Linked DNA regions of Mus musculus: regions 1 and 3 are each linked to region 2. The links are chromatin contacts, called in public HiChIP or PLAC-seq and promoter capture Hi-C maps. All regions are on one chromosome and are shown on one strand. The core of a region is the stretch at or near the end of the contact, and the rest is flanking DNA. Distances in the headings are between cores, read along the strand shown.

Region 1 (4,004 bases), core at 408-2,907, 82 kb before region 2:
AGCAAGCTTAGGGACGCATCTCACCAGGGACTCACTGGCCCTAGCAGGGCCACCTCTGGCCTATGAGACCCTGGCTCAGGGTCTATGTCATACAGGGTAGCCCCCCACAACGGCCCACCTGAGAGCTCCACCTGCTACCACATCAGGACCACCCAACCTCTATAAAAAGTCCCACGACCTTGCTTGGGTAGCCTGGGCCTCGTGGTGGGGCCTGACCATGCACCTCTACTCTGTGCACCGTGAAGCCTCTGCTATCATGCAGGATACAGTCCTCCAGAAGTCAGAGCTCGGCCTCCTACTTGCTTTATTGACTGTGGACACATGGTAACCTCTCTGAGACCTAATGCACCCCTAGTAAGATGATGTGGGTGGCTATAGAAGAGCCTGCTTCACCTCACGCACCACTGGCGTGGAGAGAGGACAAGTGTCCCACACAGAACCAAATGCTGAGCTGTTGGTTAAACAGTGGCTGTCCCGTGACAGCTACGCAGTGACCCATGAGGATCCTGATCCACCTCAGAGCTGAGTCAATGCCATACGCTCACACACTCATGCAAACATCATGCAACATAGTTGTCTTCTGTGACTCAGAAATGTTTCAAACAAGTACTACACAGTTTGATGTGCAGGCTTTAAGCCACGCTGTCTCCCCCCTAACCCTGCTTCTTCCCCTTGCTGGTTTACTCTGTCAACCTAGGCTAATGGCTCGATCCCTTGGGACTTCTGCTTCCCCACCAATGGCACAGGGTTCAAAATGGTACCTCCTTTGTGAGGCCACTCTACAGATTAAAGGGTAAATATATGTGAAACACTTTTAGAAGTGACTAACACATTAAAAGGTCATATGTTATTATACATGTTGCTCATCTTTGAAAGTCTAATAAGCTGTGACACTTCTCCAAGAGCTCACATATCCCCCAGGGTCCTGACCTCACACAAAAAACTCTGGAGTGACCCTGCCTGATGTGACACACTCTCATCTCCACTCGAGCTTTTATCTAAACTGGTTTCAAACCCATGCGTAGACTGTTTCTCCTTTCCTTCCTGTCCCCAACTATCCCTCAGGTTAATCACAAGTCTGAATGCCTGGCACAGCCCTATTCTACGCATGCTCAGATCCGTATTGTTCAGTCTGGCTGCCCTTCACCTTCTTCTGGCATCCTCTCTATTTTATTCAGAGATGGGCTGAGACCCAAAGATTTACTGTGAAGGGTCGAGGATATTAAACACCCCTTAGCACTGGAAGAGGCCTCGCACATGAGAGGCAAACTCGTTGCTGAGACTTAATTACGCACAGATGTTGTGATGGGGTGCCAGCATGCAAGAGCAATCTATCTACAGTTTTAAAAGCTGAGCTGGGTTCACCGTGCAGAATTTGCTTCCTGCTTATGATGTGCTTAGGCAAAATTAATTACTTAGGAGCCTTCATTCCTCCATTGTCTTAGGAATGGTATGTGAGTTCTGGCAGCAGTGGGTCAGATCAGTATGTTAATTATTTACCAATTTGGCATCCTTGTTTCAAAAATCTGTGTTGTTGTTATTATTATTATTATTACATGTCTTGGTCTGGCAGTTGCTAGTTGGCTCCAGCCAGAGGATGATTCTGCTGTTTCCATGGAAACGGTGGAGGAGATTGTTGCGTTTGTCTGGCTCCGCACTCTGGCACTAAGGGGCACCTCTGCCAGGTTAAAGGTGGCAGAAACTCTGAGGTAAGCAGCAGACACAGAGTCAGAGAGCCTGGGCTAAAACTGGAACTCTACCCAAGACACGGCTGTGTAGAGGGATGGGCTAGAAGGGCTCACCATCAGGATGTGTCAGCATCCTGTCAGTACGACAGGGCCTGACACACTGAAATGCTCGCTCACTAAATACTGCATTCTCCCCCCTGAAGTCAGCCCTTTTTGGAGGCCTTTCTGAGCTCCCTGTCCTGGGTAGATTAAGCGTTTCCTCATGGGAAGCCACCAAAATAAATATGAAGGTCCACTGTGTGCACAACACTTTGTAAGACAGGCAATAATGTATCTGCTTTCTCCCATTAAGTGGGAAGTTTCTAGAGCGGCACCAAAAGGGGGCCTCCCACAATACACCAAGAGACCAAGGAAATAATAAATGTAGGATAAGGAAGAGGAAAACTGGTATGTGCAAGTGAATACACCTTTGAGGCCCTAAAGCCTTATACTTCTTTTTCTGTGTCACTGAGGAGCCTATGTGCCTGGTTCTCTGGGGAGCCCCAAGGTTTCTGCTCTATAGTTCTGCATACTGTAGTGTTGTCTAGAAACACTGTTGTAACAAAACTGTACTACAGGAGCAAATGTAACATGCATTTTTGGAGCCGGATCAGAGTACAGAAGTGTTAGCTGTCACCGTCACTCACTGCATGTTCTGTGGAGGGAGAGGCCATAGAACACAGGCCCACGGGGTACTCAGTGTCAAGCATGCAATGAACAGCTGGTTCAACAATCATATTAGGGTTCACTCTTGGAAATTGCCTTCAAGGGGCTTCCATGTGGATCTCCAATTACAAATCACTCACCTTAAGTTAGAAACTTTGGCCAAGAGATGTCCCAGCTCACGCCCTCTATGTAGGGACAGCCAGGGTAGGGCCCAACCGACCCCTGCACTCATCCTTGACGGTCCCGCTCTCCTACCTTTAGGAAGTCAAAGTGCCTGAGCATGTGGGCCACTTTCTCAGCGTTCCTCCCTTCATTCAGGAAGTCCAACTCGAGAGGCAGGTTCTTCTTCGCTTCATCCACCAGCCACATGAATTCAAAATCTGGGAAAAGTTGCTTCACGGCCAGGACAAGCACCTGAAAGCCACCAAGCAACCTGTCAGCCAGTCAGCCCACGGCCCCCACCACGGAAGGTACATGTCCTACCCCGCTGGGGGATGATTCTGTGCGCTGTGTATTCAGATGCTGATTACTGGGCCCAGAGATCAGGTCGCAGCCCTGACAGGCATTGCCAAGCATCTCCTGTCTTACTTTCATGTAAAAATTGTTTTCTGTCACCTCTGGTTGGTTAATAAAGAGCTGAGCAGCCAATAGCTGGACGGGAGAGAAGAGATGAGACTTCCGATCCCAGTGAGGGGGATCCTGGGTGGAGGAAGGAGAGGAGGGAGGTCACCATGAAGAAGTTGCCATGAGAGGCTACGAGAGACAGAGACACCATGGAAAGGACGGACGGAGCAGGAGCAGCCAGAGCAGGACCAAGATGGCAGGTGGCTGGGAAGTAGGCCAGACTGGCATAGTTGAGTTAAAACAGATGAGAACCCCGTCCAACTAAAGTGCAAGAAGCTTTTTAATAAATACAGCAGGTCTCCATGTCATTAGTTCAGAGCAAGGGCAGGTATAGAAAAGCCCTGAGCTTTTGCTCTATGCCCTGCCTGGGTCTCCCGTGAAATACACATGGGAGAGAGAACTGTTTTCCTGGCCTCTGCCACAATAATTGTACCAAGTCCAAAATGTTAAGAAGAGAACAGCATCCAGAAGTAACCTTGACGACTGTTGGCTAGGTACTGCCTGGCTGGGTACCCAGCATCTTGCTCCAAATCCACACAATCATGGGAGACATGTAGGAACATGTCATGTCACTAATCGGGGCTCTGAGAGTTCCTGTGATTTCTTTTTTTTACAAATCTGTACAGTTAGGAAGCCTTGTTTAAGGCAACTTCCATTATCTGTGATGTGGCCACGCCCATATTTGTTCAAATTTTTGTCATTGTTTTGTTGGTGATGGTGGTTGCCTGTGCCAGAGGCTAAACCTAGGGCCTTGCGCATGGTAGGTGGGCAAGTTCTCAATAACTGACCGAAATCCCTAGGCAGAGCTGTTCTTGCTCAACCTGCTAAGGGTAGAGAAGGTGCTTCCCACTGCAGCTGATAACTTCACTTGCTTCAGCCTTGAGGCTGGGATTGAAACAGTTGTGATATGGACTGAACATGCCTGACTCAAGGTTCTAGCATCACAAGTGCTCCAAGACTTCCTAAGTGCCCGCATTATATCACACA
Region 2 (4,152 bases), core at 579-3,078:
ACACTTCTTAGTGTGTAATGGACAGAACTTGCTTGGATCAATACTAATTAAACTAAGGAATCCCAGACCAATGCCAAGGTTTCTCAGCAGATAAGCAAGATAAATCTCCCCCAGCACAAGAGAACTTTTTCCACTCAGCTCACCTTAGGAAGGGGGACTAACAACTCAAGGGCAAGAGCAGCGGGCAGCAGGTAAGAGAAGTGAGTGAGCTTCCAGAAGTGCTCAAATAAATAGCTCACATAACTTGCACAACTAGATTCTCAAGTACAGACCACTGGAGCTTCACTCTACAGACAAGGCAGTAGAAGAAATTGCCCAAAGGAGCCAAGGGAACAAATGCTAGAGTCCACGTGTGTCTGTGCCGCCAACAGAGTGCATATGAACAAGGAATTGGCTGGAGTGGCCAGTGGTTCTCTGTCTCGGACATTTAGTCCTAGATAACCCAGGCAGGGTGTGTCCTACTGGGAGACAAGACAGGGATGGATGGCTATACCAAGCACTCTAGCCATTCACCAGTCCAGTCTCTGGCAAGGAGGGGACTGAGGGGGTATGTTTGGAAAGAAATAAAGTGTGATAAATTCTCTCAGAAGTTAAAATCTCACACCATAAGGCCCGTTGAGTATCAGCCAAATACCACAGTAAAATAAGAGAGAATATAATCCAGGATAAAAAGGACCCAGGTGGCAAAACTACATGGATATATGTACATAAAGTAATGGGGTTGGGTTGCAGTGTGTAAAGCAGGTGCCATGAGTGCTACAACTACAATATCGAAGCTAGCCACAGGGACACAACCACCCCCCACCCCACCCCCCACCCCCACACACACACACCATAACCCAGTGTGACAAATCGATATGGACTTTTTCTTATAAAATAGCATTCAAACTTATAGTCCCCGGGGTAGCGACATGGCATCTCCTGGGTTCATGTTGGACATGCCGATCCCAGAGTTCAAATATCACACTAAAATCAGAAGTTTAAAGAGGAAGTGGGCTGAATTCTGTGTAGTAACAAGCCCTCCACATCACTCTGCTGCACACTACATACACACAGCCTGTGAACCACAGTGACAAGAAGACGCTTAAAGAAAAATTGTCACAGGACAAAATCCAATTCCTAGCAACTCCGCAACTATATCTTGAGCGCCTACTAAGCGCTAAGCTTCTCACTTTCGTGGCAAGTAAATGTCAACGAAGTCTGGGACAGCTGTACTATGAAAGTCTTCTCTCCGCACATCTGCTGGAAGCACTGGAAGTCTCCAAGGTACTGGGGAGTTAAGGAGACTGGAGCCTGTAGCAAGCCTAGGTGACCTGACTTCTGGGGAGGCCCCTGCTCTTCACCACTCCACGCTCATCGCCCCAGCTACCTCTGCGTGGGAGCCCACAAGGTCACCGATGTCTGAAGGCTGCCGGCGGAGCCACTCGTAGCCCCTCTTCACCTCTGCCTACTCCAGGGCACGCAAGGTTGGGCCACCCAAGTGGCCAGTCCACACTAAGGACCTCTAGGACACCGAGCGAGAGAGTCACAGCCAAGGGGGCGGGGCACTGCGAGTCACCTGAACCACGTGGTTTCGCCAGCTAGGGTGACAGGGTCACAGGCTCGAGTTTCCTCCCAGCTTCGTCTGGGCGGCAGAGCCTGAGCTCAAACGTCGCGGAGCACATCTGCACCGGACCCACCGCTCTCCACGTCCCGCACAATCTGGCAGCGGGATTGGCCAGGACTCTGTGCGCGGGTGCTACTCACCAGAGGGTAGGGAAGCTGCGCCGCGCAGCCCGGAACCCAAATTCCAGGAAACAGTGCTTTCGCCACCAGAGCGCCTACAGAAGCCGGTGCCGCGAGGCCTGCCGGGATTTGTAGTTCTTTTCTGTTCCTTAGACTAGAGGCCACAGCTGTGGTCCCTGAGCCAGAGGAAAACCTTTCCTTGTCTGCTAAGATACCGACAAAGAATCATACTGAGAATAATTTAAGGAGTCAAAGTATAGATCCATGTTTAATGGATGATGTAATTCTGGATCTGTAGATTTTAAGTAGGCATTAGATTCTAATTAGAATTCTAATGAGTGAGTCAGCTATTCCTGTTGAAACGAAGACCTTGAGAGAAATGAAATGAAACCTTGTTTCAGTGGAGAGAATTGTAGGAGAGGTTAAATATTTCTGTGAAAATTGCCATTATTATACGGAAGCAAAGCGAAGTCTCTGGTTTGACAAAATGCCTATTATCACTATTCATCTGAAATGCTTTGCTGCTACTGGAGTTTGATTGTTATGGTGGTGGACTTTCCAAGACCAACACTCCTTTGTTGATACCTCTTAAGCTGTCACTAGAAGAATGGAGCACCAAGCCGACTAATGACAGCTATGGATTATTTGCTGTTGCAATGCACAGTGGCATTACTATTAGTAGTGGGCACAAACTCTACTGCATCTGTTAAAGTCCCTGGCTTTTAACAGTCTAGAACTCGATGAGGGGAATTTTGTGGTTGACCAGATGTGTGAAATAGGTAAGACAGAGCCACTGAATGAGGAGGAAGCAAGGGGGTGGCTGAAAATTATGACGATGAAGTATCAATTAGATTTGGTGGAAAAGGTTTTGAACAACAACAATAAAAAAAATGTAGAAGGTATTGGACTTCTTGGAGGACAAAAGAGCAAAGCAGACTATGAGCTGTCCAACAAAACATCTAATCCTGATAAGGTGGTTGGGACCCCATTCACTGACAATAGAAATTCTGAAACTAATGATACTAATGGGACCCACGAATCTGACAGGAACGAAGACTCCAGTGACCCAACAGGCGTTAACATGAATGGAGTTGAGAATGAAATTTCCTATGCAGTGCAAAACTTAAAGGAGTATGAGGGGAAGTAGTTGCTTTTTGATGATTCTAAAGCAAAAGTTACATAATAGAAAGACTTTCTGAGTTCTCTTTGCCCTTCTACATCTCCTACATCAACTTCCTACTTGCCATTCTATAAAAAATTATAGTGAGTATATTTTCCCTGTAAATATTAAACAGACACGGACAGATGTTGGTAAAGTTGATTACATCTAAGGGTCTTTAGTTTATCTTTTGAAGCTATTGGATATTATTGGTCTCTCGAGGCTTTTACATACTTTTTACCTATTTTTTAAATACTGAAAACCATGTTGACTTTTTAGAATCATTTTCCTTACTACAGACAAGTGATGGATAAGCTGGGAACCAACTTGTCTAGATTCTAAATGATCCAAAATGGAAACTTGAAACAATTAACACTTTTGGATTTACATGATCTTTTGTGTTTGCTTTTTAAAATACAGTGCTTGTATTTGTATTCTCCATATTTTGGAGTAATTATCTATATGATGGTTATTGGTCTGGCTTTTTCACCCAAGAAACCATTTCATTCAGTATATTTAGTGTTATAATAGCCATGAAGCCAAATCTTTGGGCTGTGTCAGAGACACAAAGTCTAGAATATGTATATTCACAATGGTGTATATTTTGTGCCTTGAATAACTTTGGAAAGTGCCTCAGAAAACCTGGCAATCCCCTCTATCTTCATAAGAATTTTATATGTATTTATGAAGATGACTCTGTACTCTAGTCAATCTTTTTTGGCATGACCAATTTATATCTCTTCATATTCATTCTGTATGATCTGTACATAGTACACCAACTTAGAGGTGTGACTGTTAAGTTATTTAAAAACAAACAAACAAAGCTGGAGGTCAAAAAAATTAAACTGTTTAACAACAACAGCGAGAGAGAGAGAGAGAGAGAGAGAGAGAGAGAGAGAGTTAGCAAGGGCTGGAGAGATGGCTCAGCAGTTAAGAACACTGTTCTTCCAGAGGTCCTGAGTTCAATTTACAGTAACCACAAGGTGTTTCACATCCATCTGTAATGGGATTGGATGCGCTCTCCTGGTGTATATAAGAACAGCTACACAGAAGATGGCCTAGTCAGCCATCACTGGGAAGAGAGGCCGCTTGGTATTGCAAACTTTATATGCTCCAGTACAGGGGAATGCCAGGGCCAAGAAGTGGGAGTGGGTGGGTAGGGGAGCAGGGCGTGGGGGAGGGTATAGGGAACTTTCAGGATAGCATTTGAAATCTATATAAAGAAAATGTCTAATAAAAAATAAATTAAAAAAAAGAAAAAGAAGCCA
Region 3 (4,115 bases), core at 1,558-4,057, 110 kb before region 2:
GCCTTGTCCAGAGCAGTAGGTCGAGGAGTACCTGTGTGGGGGAGTCTGTCCTTGTCCTAACCATTCCCAAGGATGTCTGTATCAAATAATGCAGTGATTAAGGAACCAGCTACTGCCAGTCTCTGGGGATCACCTGTGTAGACACCAGCAAGCAAAATCAATAGGAAAAAAATTAAGCCAAATAGCCTGTTCTAACTCCCTTCCCCCCCCCCCCAATCTGGGTTATTAGAAAAAAAAGAGACATAGCCAGCATACAAAGCTGGCATCTAATGCAACAACGGTCACAAATGATATGTAAAGCACTCAGACCATACCCTGGAATCATACCTTCAGCAGCAGCAATGACAGTAGAATGTGTGGCCACTTAAAACTGTCTGCTCTTGCTCAGCTCTCTTCAGAGTGCCCAGCCTGTAGATTCATGCTCTATCCATGTACAGGGACTCACCTCTAGACTTCTCTGGGCTCTCTATTACCTGATAGATCTATGCCCCGTAGGAAGATGATCAGGACTTCTTCCCTTCAAAAGCAAATAAGGAACTTAAAGCAAGTTATATAGAATAACAGAGTGTCAGAGTGCAGTTGGCGGGCTGCAGTTGTTGGTTCATATATTTGAAAACCAAACGGAGGATCTGACCTGCAAGAATGGGGTGACCCAGGATTAGCTACTGGATCTAGGGCCCATGGGAAGTGATCATTCTACACAGCTCCCAGTAGAGTCTGCTCAGAAACATCACTGGTAATCGAAGCCATCCATGGCCGGGGCATGGTTGTGTGTCTACCTCCATGACTCGGGTAGGAGCCAGTGCTCTTGTAAAAGATGGGTATCTGTGAAAGCAGCAGGGCTCCTGGGAGACAAGCTGCCAGGGCTGAGCTGTACTCTACTGGGTTTACAGCCTTGCTTTTCCTTGTCGTCTTTGGCAGCTCTGTTTGAGTCACTACAACCTGTCAAGAAGAGCAACTGGGGACAGCAGCTGCCATGCCACAGCAGGGAAGCTGCAGCTCAGAGACCTGGTGACAAGAGAACTAAGAAAACTAGGCTGACCTCTGGCTGCCTGACCCAGGATGGTGATGCTGGCCGCTATCAGAGACTCGGAGTCAGGCCAAAGGAGAAAGGACCAGAGGCTACTCAAGGCATCAGAACTACTCCAAGACTAAACTCCTTCAAATCTCCTGAATGGATGTGGTTTCCCTCCTAATTGCATCACATTCTGGTCACCCCTCCCTGAATTCTTGAGATGGAGGGAAAGAATTAGAAAAATCACAAGTACTTCTAGTCCTAAAAAAATAATTGCACTTCTGATACTAATTCTCCTTTTGAGAATTTCCTGGAAAGGGTATATCCTGGCCTACAGTATTCCAAGAGGCCTGGTTTCCAAGGAACAAAATGCATAGGTGAGATATAACACTCAAGGGGAATCCTCACCCAGCTGTACCCTGGGCAAGTGCCCAACATCTTCATCCTGAGGAGGCTTTGGAAAGCAGAGAGGGCTTCATCGCCAGCAGCCTGGGAAGGATCAAGCTCAGATCAAGCTGTGTTCTCCACTGGAGAAAAACAGAAAATCAATGGAATGTCACACAACAAAGGGCTGAGCCCTAGTTCTGGCTGTGGACCACCCCAGTTCAGAGTCTATCACCACCTGCCACTGGTTCCTGGCTGCTTCCATCTGTGACATATACCTTCTGTGCAGTGTGTCCATCTGCCCAAAGCTGACAGTGGCGCCCCCTAGACTATGTAGAGGTGTTACATAAGGCGCGCAGAGAAAACACATGATCAGTGCTCAGTGTTAGCTGTTATTATCTTTATTGCTTTAAAAAACACGTTTTTATTGACTGCTAAGTCTCCTAATAGGAAGAACACTAGCTTAGCACTATCAGTTATCAGTACTGTGGAAGTTAGAGCATTATTCTTCTTGATAATGTTCTCAAAGGTGTCCACAAATGGTACCCTATGGCCAGAACACTTTGTGGATGTGATTCTATGAAGGCTTTTGACAGAGAGAGATTATTCTGGGTTAGTCAGATGGCTCTAGTATTCACTGTAACAGTCTTTCTGGGGAGAATTGGAGGATCAGAGGAGAAGCATGGTAACAGAGGCAAGGTCAGAGTGATACAGTCACAAGCAGGGGATTCAGACAGCCTCCATGACCATAAAAGGCCAAGTAACACATTCCCTTCATTCTCTACTCCTGACCAAAGTCTGGTTCCAGACTTCTGGCATCTGGAGCTAGGAGAAACTGAAGGTACGACGTGTATGCCACTCCTAAGTTCACAGGAATCCATTATAGCAGGTAAACAAACCAACCACACCTAATACGATCTGCCAGGATGTTTGAGATCTAACAAAGATATCCTGATGCCAACCACAAACCACAGGCTTAGGACATCTGGATAACAGACCTGGGGTTCTCCTACAAGCCTCTACAAGCCTCCTAGTCCCATTTTATGTAACAGGTATATAGCCTGTGTCTACTCTCATAAATAGCCATGGTCCCAACCATAACACAATAAAAACCAATCAATCACCTCTGTCTCTCATAGCAGGTCCCATTCCAGATGGAACCTGAGCCCTTTCACAGGGGAGTCCTTCTACCTTGTATGATCTGTGTGATGAGTTTCAAATCTCTGAGTGCACAGTGCAGTATTGGTCTAACAGGCACAAAGTTCTGACATGAGGCTGCCCGGCATTTGGCAGAGAACGGTCGGTGCCTCTATTCGGCTGAGGCTGCCACATCTAGCTGCCACAGACCTGTTGCTTCACCCCACAGATTGATTTCTCACAGTTCTGCATGCTGGGGGGAAGCACCACTGAGGTCCAGTGACGTCTCTCTTCCTGTGAACAGCCGCCATCTCACTGTCTCACATCCCCTCTGGGTAGGTAGACAGGGAGCTGTGATCTCTCTTCCTTTTCTTGTTAGGATACAAGCCCTTTAGGATCAGAACCTTTAAATTTTTGGTTTAGATTGAGTTAATCCCTTAAAGGCACAACTATCAAATAGTCGCACTGAGGTTAAGGGTTCAACTTAAGAATCAGAAGCAGGGACATAATTCAGTCCATAGCAATATGCCAATAAAATAGCATATTGTGCTCAATTGTCTTAAGGTCATAAAATAGCTGCTACAGATCCAGACATCCCAAACCACATAGCAGCCTCCCATGCTGAAAGAAGAGGCAGCACATATAAATCACTGGTGTGGTTTTTTTTTTTTTTTAAATACATTTCTTTTTTTTTTTTCTTTTCTTTTTGGTTTTTCGAGACAGGGTTTCTCTGTATAGCCCTGGCTGTCCTGGAACTCACTTTGTAGACCAGGCTGGCCTCGAACTCAGAAATCCGCCTGCCTCTCCCTCCCGAGTGCTGGGATTAAAGGTGTATGCCACCACGCCCGGCTCTTTAATACATTTCTTTTTTTTTTTTAATTAGGTATTTTCCTCGTTTACATTTCCAATGCTATCCCAAAAGTCCCCCATACCCACCCCCCCAATCCCCTACCCACCCACTCCCCCTTTTTTGGCCCTGGCGTTCCCCTGTACTGGGGCATATAAAGTTTGCAAGTCCAAAGGGCCTCTCTTTCCAGTGATGGCTGACTAGGCCATCTTTTGATACATATGCAGCTAGAGACAAGAGCTCCGGGGTACTGGTTAGTTCATATTGTTGTTCTACCTATAGGGTTGCAGTTCCCTTTAGCTCCTTGGGTAATTTCTCTAGCTCCTCCATTGGGAGCCCTGTGATCCATCCAATAGCTGACTGTGATCATCCACTTCTGTGTTTGCTAGGCCCCGGCATAGTCTCACAAGAGACAGCTATACCTGGGTCCTTACAGCAAAATCTTGCTAGTGTATGCAATGGTGTCAGCATTTGGAAGCTGATTATGGGATGGATCCCTGGATATGGCAATCACTAGATGGTCCATCCTTTCGTCACAGCTCCAAATTTTGTTAATACATTTCTAAAGAAACAATTTGCCACTTTCCTTAGATTCGCCTTCAACACACATGTCATGAGTCAACCTAGCTGCAAGGGAAGCTGGGAAAAAGCAAGATCTCAGCCTTTAATCTCTTTTATATTTAAATTTTTCGATATATTTATTTTATGAGTGACATATTTATATATGTTTTT

Evidence for each region. Promoter capture Hi-C pulls out the DNA fragments that hold promoters and counts their contacts. HiChIP or PLAC-seq counts read pairs in DNA pulled down with a chosen protein or histone mark.
Region 1: a contact with region 2 is called in a promoter capture Hi-C map of liver, with 6 times the contacts expected there. The contact joins the promoter of 4930473H19Rik here to the promoter of Adck1 in region 2. A contact is called at or near these places in 11 of 39 promoter capture datasets (the 3T3-L1 cell line, 3T3-L1-derived adipocytes, embryonic stem cells and 6 more), 1 of 115 datasets of contacts at active chromatin or transcription factors (T-cell acute lymphoblastic leukemia) and 2 of 9 other capture datasets (adipose tissue and liver).
Region 3: an H3K27ac HiChIP or PLAC-seq map of regulatory T cell precursor shows a contact between it and region 2, with 4 times the contacts expected there. The contact joins the enhancer-like site here to the promoter of Adck1 in region 2. A contact is called at or near these places in 3 of 484 Hi-C or Micro-C datasets (CD4 T cells, embryonic stem cells and regulatory T cells) and 2 of 115 datasets of contacts at active chromatin or transcription factors (T-cell acute lymphoblastic leukemia and regulatory T cell precursor).

What each region holds. Positions count from the first base shown.
Region 1 is chr12:88,439,886-88,443,889 of GRCm38.p6, reverse strand. It overlaps 4930473H19Rik (RIKEN cDNA 4930473H19 gene), which reads left to right and starts at 1,657. Exons shown (of 3, transcript NR_166711.1): 1 at 1,657-1,709; 2 at 2,655-2,863. It overlaps Adck1 (aarF domain containing kinase 1), which reads right to left. Exons shown (of 11, transcript NM_001277297.1): 6 at 2,649-2,807.
Region 2 is chr12:88,358,190-88,362,341 of GRCm38.p6, reverse strand. It overlaps Adck1 (aarF domain containing kinase 1), which reads right to left and starts at 1,828. Exons shown (of 11, transcript NM_001277297.1): 1 at 1,747-1,828. It also overlaps the pseudogene Gm5655.
Region 3 is chr12:88,465,678-88,469,792 of GRCm38.p6, reverse strand. No RefSeq gene overlaps it. Among named protein-coding and RNA genes, the nearest start is that of 4930473H19Rik, 26 kb to the right of the region's middle. Within about 2 kb of position 2,807, at least 38 of the 459 cell types and tissues checked have an H3K27ac peak or open chromatin away from gene starts, as enhancers often do. A contact at or near this core is called in T-cell acute lymphoblastic leukemia, regulatory T cells and regulatory T cell precursor, where this site is marked.